Linked DNA regions of Mus musculus: region 2 is linked to region 1. A link is a contact called in public HiChIP or PLAC-seq data. All regions are on one chromosome and are shown on one strand. Each heading gives the region's core, a stretch centred on a gene start, on an enhancer-like site or on the middle of the called end of the contact. The rest is flanking DNA. Distances are from core to core; before and after follow the strand shown.

What was found. HiChIP or PLAC-seq counts read pairs in DNA pulled down with a chosen protein or histone mark.
Region 2: a contact with region 1 is called in an H3K27ac HiChIP or PLAC-seq map of double positive thymocytes, with 2.3 times the contacts expected there. The contact joins two enhancer-like sites. A contact is called at or near these places in 6 of 115 datasets of contacts at active chromatin or transcription factors (the 230-238 cell line, T-cell acute lymphoblastic leukemia, bone marrow-derived macrophages and 2 more) and 1 of 9 other capture datasets (liver).

Annotation. Positions count from the first base shown.
Region 1 is chr9:57,812,043-57,815,719 of GRCm38.p6, reverse strand. The region is part of intron 2 of Arid3b (AT rich interactive domain 3B (BRIGHT-like)); the gene reads left to right. Among named protein-coding and RNA genes, the nearest start is that of Arid3b, 23 kb to the left of the region's middle. Within about 2 kb of position 1,494, at least 36 of the 459 cell types and tissues checked have an H3K27ac peak or open chromatin away from gene starts, as enhancers often do. A contact at or near this core is called in T-cell acute lymphoblastic leukemia and double positive thymocytes, where this site is marked.
Region 2 is chr9:57,970,732-57,973,954 of GRCm38.p6, reverse strand. No RefSeq gene overlaps it. Among named protein-coding and RNA genes, the nearest start is that of Sema7a, 32 kb to the right of the region's middle. Within about 2 kb of position 1,739, at least 144 of the 459 cell types and tissues checked have an H3K27ac peak or open chromatin away from gene starts, as enhancers often do. A contact at or near this core is called in T-cell acute lymphoblastic leukemia and double positive thymocytes, where this site is marked.

The DNA.
Region 1 (3,677 bases), core at 245-2,744:
ACTATAAATCTCCCCTCAGCCCATATTCCTCCAGGCCACTCAAACTTCAGCCTTCTACCTCCCAAGCACTTGGTGTTTGGGTATTTTAGCCTTACTATATGTATGCATGACATCTTGTTTTTCTGACTCTTGGTGTGACCCGCTTGGTAGGGTGGGGACCACTTTTGTTTTAGAAAGCTTTTCCTCCGCAGCTTGCTTTACCTGGTGGGTTCTCCAGGACCTCTGGACTGAATGAAATTTATCATCGTAGTTTTGTTTCCCAAAAGAGAAAGCCACATGGTCCAGCCCACCTTGTGTGTGTGTGTGTGTGTGTGTGTGTGTGTGTGTTCTCCAGGACCTCTGGACTGAATTAAATTTATCATCGTAGTTTTGTTTCCCAAAAGAGAAAGCCACATGGTCCAGCCCACCTTGTGTGTGTGTGTGTGTCTGTGTGTGTGTGTGTGTGTGTGGTGGTGGTGGGGCTTGTGTGTGTGTGTGTGTGTGTGTGTGTGTGTGGTGGTGGTGGGGCTCCAGACCAGGAGATGTGTGTTTGTGTGTGTGTGTGTGTGTGTGTGGTGGTGGGGCTCCAGACCAGGAGATTCCAGATAGATAGTCGTCTGGAACCAGGCAGCTGCTTGCTTCCTAAGATGGATGGCTTTCTCCATTGCCAAGCAGAGGCAGTTCTAAGAAGGCCTTTATCCTAGAGCAGAGAAATTCCTGGCCAGTTCTGCCCAGCTGCTGCAGTGTTGCCGGCTGGAACTAAGAGCCTGGCTTCTCCTCCACGGGCAGCTTTTTAGATTTTCAAAGAATGATCTCTTCACTTCTCTGATTTGTTGATCTGTTGGGACTGAGAAATTAGAGGTTTGGTGTTTTAATTTTGAATAGCAGTCATTTAAGACTGACTTATTTTATTTTGAAACCTTTAAATGTACATGTAACATTCCTTGGGTCCCTTAAAACGTGTAATCTCTTCTCTCCTCTTCCTCCACTTCCCTTCCTCCTGATCTCCTTTCACCTGTGGGAAAGCGGTCATCGTAGAGTAGACAGTCTACTACTATTTTGGAGGTAGAGGTAATGGTTGCCCCTTTTGCTGTCCCTTGATAGGGCATGAAGGGCTCGTTTTCATTTGGCTGAAATACCCAGATGAAGCCAGTGAGAAGAAGCAGGAATAAAAGATTCTCTCATTAATGGACCACCCAGGCCACGGTTTGGCCATTCCGTAGACAGACTCTCTCTGCCTCTTTCTTTCTCTTCAGTGCATACTTAAGTCCCCTGTGCAGAACACATTATGCTGTTCTTTGCAATCCAGGAGGTAGGAGTTCGGCACCAAGCAAGCCAGGCAATACCAGTTAGGAGCTGTGAGACCTACAGCAAGTGGCCTTTCAGTTCTCTGACTCATGTTTTCTCCAACTCAAAGCATTTCATTTGTAGGATTAAGTAGGAAAGTCATCTAAGGTGCCATACACTCAGGCAGATGCTCCATGCAGATGCTGGCTTCCTGCCCCTTTCTCTCCTCCCAGTCTTCTTTCACTACCTTTTTGAAGGCAAAATAGTCTGGTTCCCCTGGGGGAAATGAGTTGAATGTGGGTATGGCAGCTAAAACTAGTCTTTCGGTGAGTATTTAGAGACAAACTGTCAGTTTCCTGTGAGCTCCTGGTGAGATCAAAGATGTTAAAAGGGATTTCTGAAGTAAAAGGAGGCTGAAGAGGCTGTAAATGGCAATAAGTAACCATTGGCTACTGTTGATAATCTACCCTTATTTCCCTTTAACCCCAGTCCTGGGCTCTGTAATCCTGCTGCCTGTGCCAGTGGCTTCAAAGCCTGTTCCCGGCAGGCAGTGACTCTTCTCCTTACAGACCAGACCCCTCGGAATCATAGAGGTTGAGATGTCTCTTGGCATGTGTTTGACCCATTCTCTGTCTGCTTCTATTTTCCATATCCCCCCCCCCCCCCCGCTACTGCAGTCTGTCAGCCACACTTGATGTCTAAGAAAAATTATTTTAGGGCTGGTAACTTTTTAGTTAATTACATCCACATCCTGATGGTAGGTCAAGAAAACCTGAATCGCATAAGTGAGCTATTTATAGCATTCATTTATAGCATCCAGTCAGAATTGTAAACAGTGAAGAGAGCTGTAATCAGCTCTTTCATTGTAGGCAGAAGGGGCGACAGAGGAGACAGTGAGTCCCAGGGAAACACCATGCCTCTCAACAGCTATCGGTGCTGTCTCTGTGCTGGGGGCTAAGGATGCCCTCAGGGTGCTCAAGATTTAAGATGATGAGGCACAGGTGACCAGAACATGAGGTGACAGCCCAGAAGGGAAACTAGCAGGCTTCATGAAGAAACAGTCATCCCAGCTGCACTGTGATGTGGGCAGGCAAGATGCGGGGTTAGTCTCACTATAGCTAAAACAAAACAAAACAAAACCAACCCTGTAAGGTTGAGTAAAGGGTAGCTGCCTCAAGATGAAATAATAATATGAGAGATTTCTGCATAGCCCCAACCAAATATTTTAAACTAAGAAATGGCCTGTTGCTGGGCACACTCTGTTAATCCTAGCACTTGGGAGACAGACGTAGACGGATCTCTGAGGGGGAGGCCAACCTGGTCTACAGAGCAAGTTCCAAGACAGTTAGGTTTACACAGAGAAACCCTATCTTGAACCTTCCCCCCAAAATGAGGGGCTATCCTTGCCTTGGAACAGGAGGAAGACTCCATACATCACATACATCCAGACACCCTTTTTGCCTTGCATTTAAGTTAATAATAATAAATTTCAGTGTCTCATTTCTGTCCCGTGGCCACTGTGCTCTGTGGTCACTGGGTTAGAGATGTTTCTGGCTAAAAACCTGTCACTGTAGCAAACATTGGAGTGCATTTGATGTGCACTTTATGGTGTGTCGTTCACAATTCTTCCTTCTCCTCCACTCCGTCCATCCCACCCCTGTTGCTGACTCCTCTCCACCAAACACATTCTAAGCTGCTTCCTACAAAATGGCTATAACCAATGCTTAGAATTCCTTGCATTTGGGGTAGAGCTGGAGAACGTGGAGACATGGTAGATACCAGTCTCTCTCCCACCCCCTCCGCACCCCCCAGCGTTCTTCTCTTTGCTGTCTGTGGAGCTCTGCTGGCACTTGGGTGTTTATTTTCACACATAGCCCTAAGGTGGCCACACTGCATGCTTGTTCTCATGCCCCTCCCCCACTGCTGAAGCCACGCATTCAGGGTTGTGGATTAGGTCCTTCCCCTCCAACTGAGCCTTTGGAATGCCTGCAAGTTACTGTAATTAGCAAAAACCCAGTGTTTTCATCTTGGGGACTGATAAAGAGTTCTCCCGTGAGCATCAGCCTCAGATCTCTAGCTGCAGAGTTGGAAATTGAACTGCCACAGTAAACAGCTGACATAACAGAAGCACAGTGATCCCCCATTAAATGTCTTTCAGCCAATAGGAGCTCCCAGGATAATTGACTTTCCAGCAGGAATTACTGGCTAAACAAAATCACTGGGCATTAGGGCAACCTACTGAAACCCTTTGAAAGGGGTTCAAATGTAACTGTCTGGTTTTGCTGACCTGACAGACATAATTCATCTTGATTATTCATTGTGCTGGTTGCCACCAGATGATACTAGATTTCTAGTGACTATAATTACAGTGTGGGGTTGAATTTAACAACAGAAAAGAAAAAACAAAACAA
Region 2 (3,223 bases), core at 490-2,989, 160 kb before region 1:
ACACACATCTATATAAGCATATGACTTATGATATGGTCAATGACTCACTGGGACACTGAGTCAAGGCAGATGTAGATCAAGAGCCACCGCCCTCACCTTAGTTCTACAAAGCATGAGTTCACTGAGTAAACCTTCCCTTTAACAGTCTGCTGCTCTGTGCTGGGAGTTAGGAAGGCAGGACAGATCATGGACACCATGGGCCAGCCAGGCTTGGCCCTGCTTCTCCCAGGCCTCCCACCTCCAGGTTAGCTCTCCCTTATCCTTGGGAATCAAGATGGGTTGGCTGAGAGTCAGCCCTACCACCATCTAAACCCCAGAACTCCGTGCCTCAAGGGGGACCAAAAAAAAAAAAAAAGGCAGAACAGAGGGAGACAGAAGAGAAACCAGCTTGTGCAGACCCTGGGGACCTCTGTCACTCAGGCCTCGCCCACACACCAAACAAGAGCCTGGGAAAGTCTTCAGAGCTTGGATCTCTCCCAAAGGGCGATATCAATCTCTAGTATACATGGGCATGTGCACACACATGTGCATTCAAACATGTATACACACATGCATCACATGTAAATAGTGAGTGAGGTTGGGTAGTGGTTGAAAGCCGCAAAGACAGTGGGATGTGAAATAGTATTACCCTTGGGAAGCAACTTAGCATCCCCCCCTGAAAGTCAAACAAGGTTACCATATGATTGTGCAATCCCACTCCAGTTAAATGCACAAAGAATTAAAAACATGACCTCACGCAGGCTTCACCCGGATCTTCGTGCATCCTGATCCTGATTCACCACAGCCCTCAGCTCAGGTGTGCAGTGGCCGATGTTTAGACAACACAAATAGGACAGAGTTGTGAATGTGTCATCAGCCCTGAACAATGAGGAATGTTGATTTGTCCCTCAGCACAAACAGCACTGAAAGCATTAAGCTAAGAGAAAGAAACCAGACACAAAGGTCTCCTGGCATGTGACCCAGACAAATTCACGGAGACAGGAAGTAGAGTAAGGGGAGGTGGGAAAAGAAAGTAACAGGGTTTCTTATAAGTGAGGGAGTGTTCTGGAATCGATTAGTGACGAGTATCACACAGTACTGGAAATACATGAGAACCACAGATTGCTCACTTGCCACTGGTGAGTTTTTTGGGTTTGGTTTTTTTTATGTGGATTTCCTCTCAATGAAGAACGTGTGAAGGCCAACAGTCTCGCCACGAGCAAGCCTTTCTATTTGTGTCTGTCTGTAAAGCTGCTGCACTGATTAGCCTTTGCCCCGAGAAGCCCCCATACCTCAGCGATGTCCTGAGAGAAGGTGGGGAAAGCCATCCCCAGGGGAGCACTCTCTGGGGGCCACTCAGGGGGGTGTTCCCTTTGTCCACAGCTTCAAGAAAATGTCACACAAGAAAAGAACGCCAAAACCAGCTCCAGCCCCGGCGCTGTCCGGGTCCTGCTGGGACTGCAGTTTCCTATCCTCCTAAGTACCTCCTAAGGTCTTTCTGAGGCAGGATGTGGCCTGACAGAGCCCCGGGATGAGTGTTCCCTCCCAACAGTGCCTTTTGGCATGCATTGCTGGCCATGTGTGGACTAGCAGTTGGGTCTGGTCTGACCACAGTATCCCACTGGAGAAAGCCGTGGGCAGAGGTTTCCACTAAGTCAGTTCTGATTCAGTCTTATTCAGCCTCAAGGCACCCACAGAGGGGCTCCTAGCTCACAGATGTTTATGTGGAGTAATGGGACAGGATGTGGGTGCCCTCTGCCCCTTAGAACAGCTGCTCTGTGAACCACCATCCCGCCGCCCACCCTCCTGTGCGTGTTAGGAAAGTGCTTCACCACTGAGCTACACCTCAGTTCTTCCTGGGATGGTTTTGATGGGAACCAGCAACGGAAAAAGCTGTCATCCCCACCCTGCCCCAAGAGACATCCCAGCTAAGCCTCAAGGCACCCACAGAGGGTGCCAAGGGGCCAGATCCAGATCCCACCCAGTCATCTCTGGTCCGGAAAAAGTTAGAATGGCTAAGCACTTCGCCTCTCTAAGTACCATGTGTCTTGGGGCAGATGATCCCAGCCCCTTCCTCTGATGACCAAGTCTTAAGTCCTAACTGACTGTGTCCAGGAATCCCTGACCCTGGAGTCGGTTCTGCCTCAGGCCCCATCTTGGTGATCTTGCCAGAGAGTGGCTCTCCTCCATCTCTGCTGTATACGCTGTGTTAACCATGTGTCTAAGCAACGAGAGATGCTCGGTGGCGAGCTATGCAGTGTATAAATAAGAGTGATGGAGTCAGTCTAAAACCCCAGGTACCTCTAGAGCCATGAAGCTCTGGTAAACAGCTTCCCCTTCCTGGGTCTGAGTTCCTTTAACTGAGTATGGAGACAGCTGCAGCCTGTAACCTCAGGGGCTGAGGCAATGTGACTGCGAACAAAGGCTCCAGGTCAGTCCTGTTTCAAAATTTAAAAAGGACAGGAAGAAGAGGAAGAGGACCTAAGGATGTAACCCAGTAGTGGGGCCTATAGCATGTGTGAAGCCATAGGTTCAGTCTTTAGGAACACACACACACACACACACACACACACACACGCACACACACACACACAGGAGTTGGGGTGGGGTCAGCACCAATCTCCAAGAGCTTATGAAAACTCTCTAAGATAAGTCATATTTCTCTTTTAAAATGATTGGTACATACATTAATCGACTGTGTATGCTGAAGGGGCGCTTGCCTCAGCATTGCCTGTGAATGTCAGAAAGAGAACATTTGGTAGCCAGTTCTTTCCTTTCACCACGAGGGTTCTGGAGGATCGAACTCAGGGCGTCAGGTTGGCAGCAAGCACCTTTACCCACGGAGTCCTTCTTGTTATCTTTCCAGACAGTCCTAGGCAGGGAGGTGTGTGCTACTTGGTATATGTTCACCTCTATTATATTTAATAGCAGTTAACCTGAATATTCTGAAGTCAGACTGGTTGACTGATTAGTGTCCCTCTTTGGTGGGAGATAGAGGTGACATGTTTCAGAATGTTCTCTGGCTTCTGCTGGGTCAGCCCAGCCCTGGGAATAGGCCTGGAGGATTTTTTTTTTTTTTTTTTTTTTTTTTTGGTTTTTCGAGACAGGGTTTCTCTATGTAGCCCTGGCTGTCCTGGCACTCACTTTATAGACCAGGCTGGCCTCGAACTCAGAAATCTGCCTGCCTCTGCCTCCCCCCAACCCTCTGAGTGCTGGGATTAAAGGCGTGTGCCACCACGCCCGG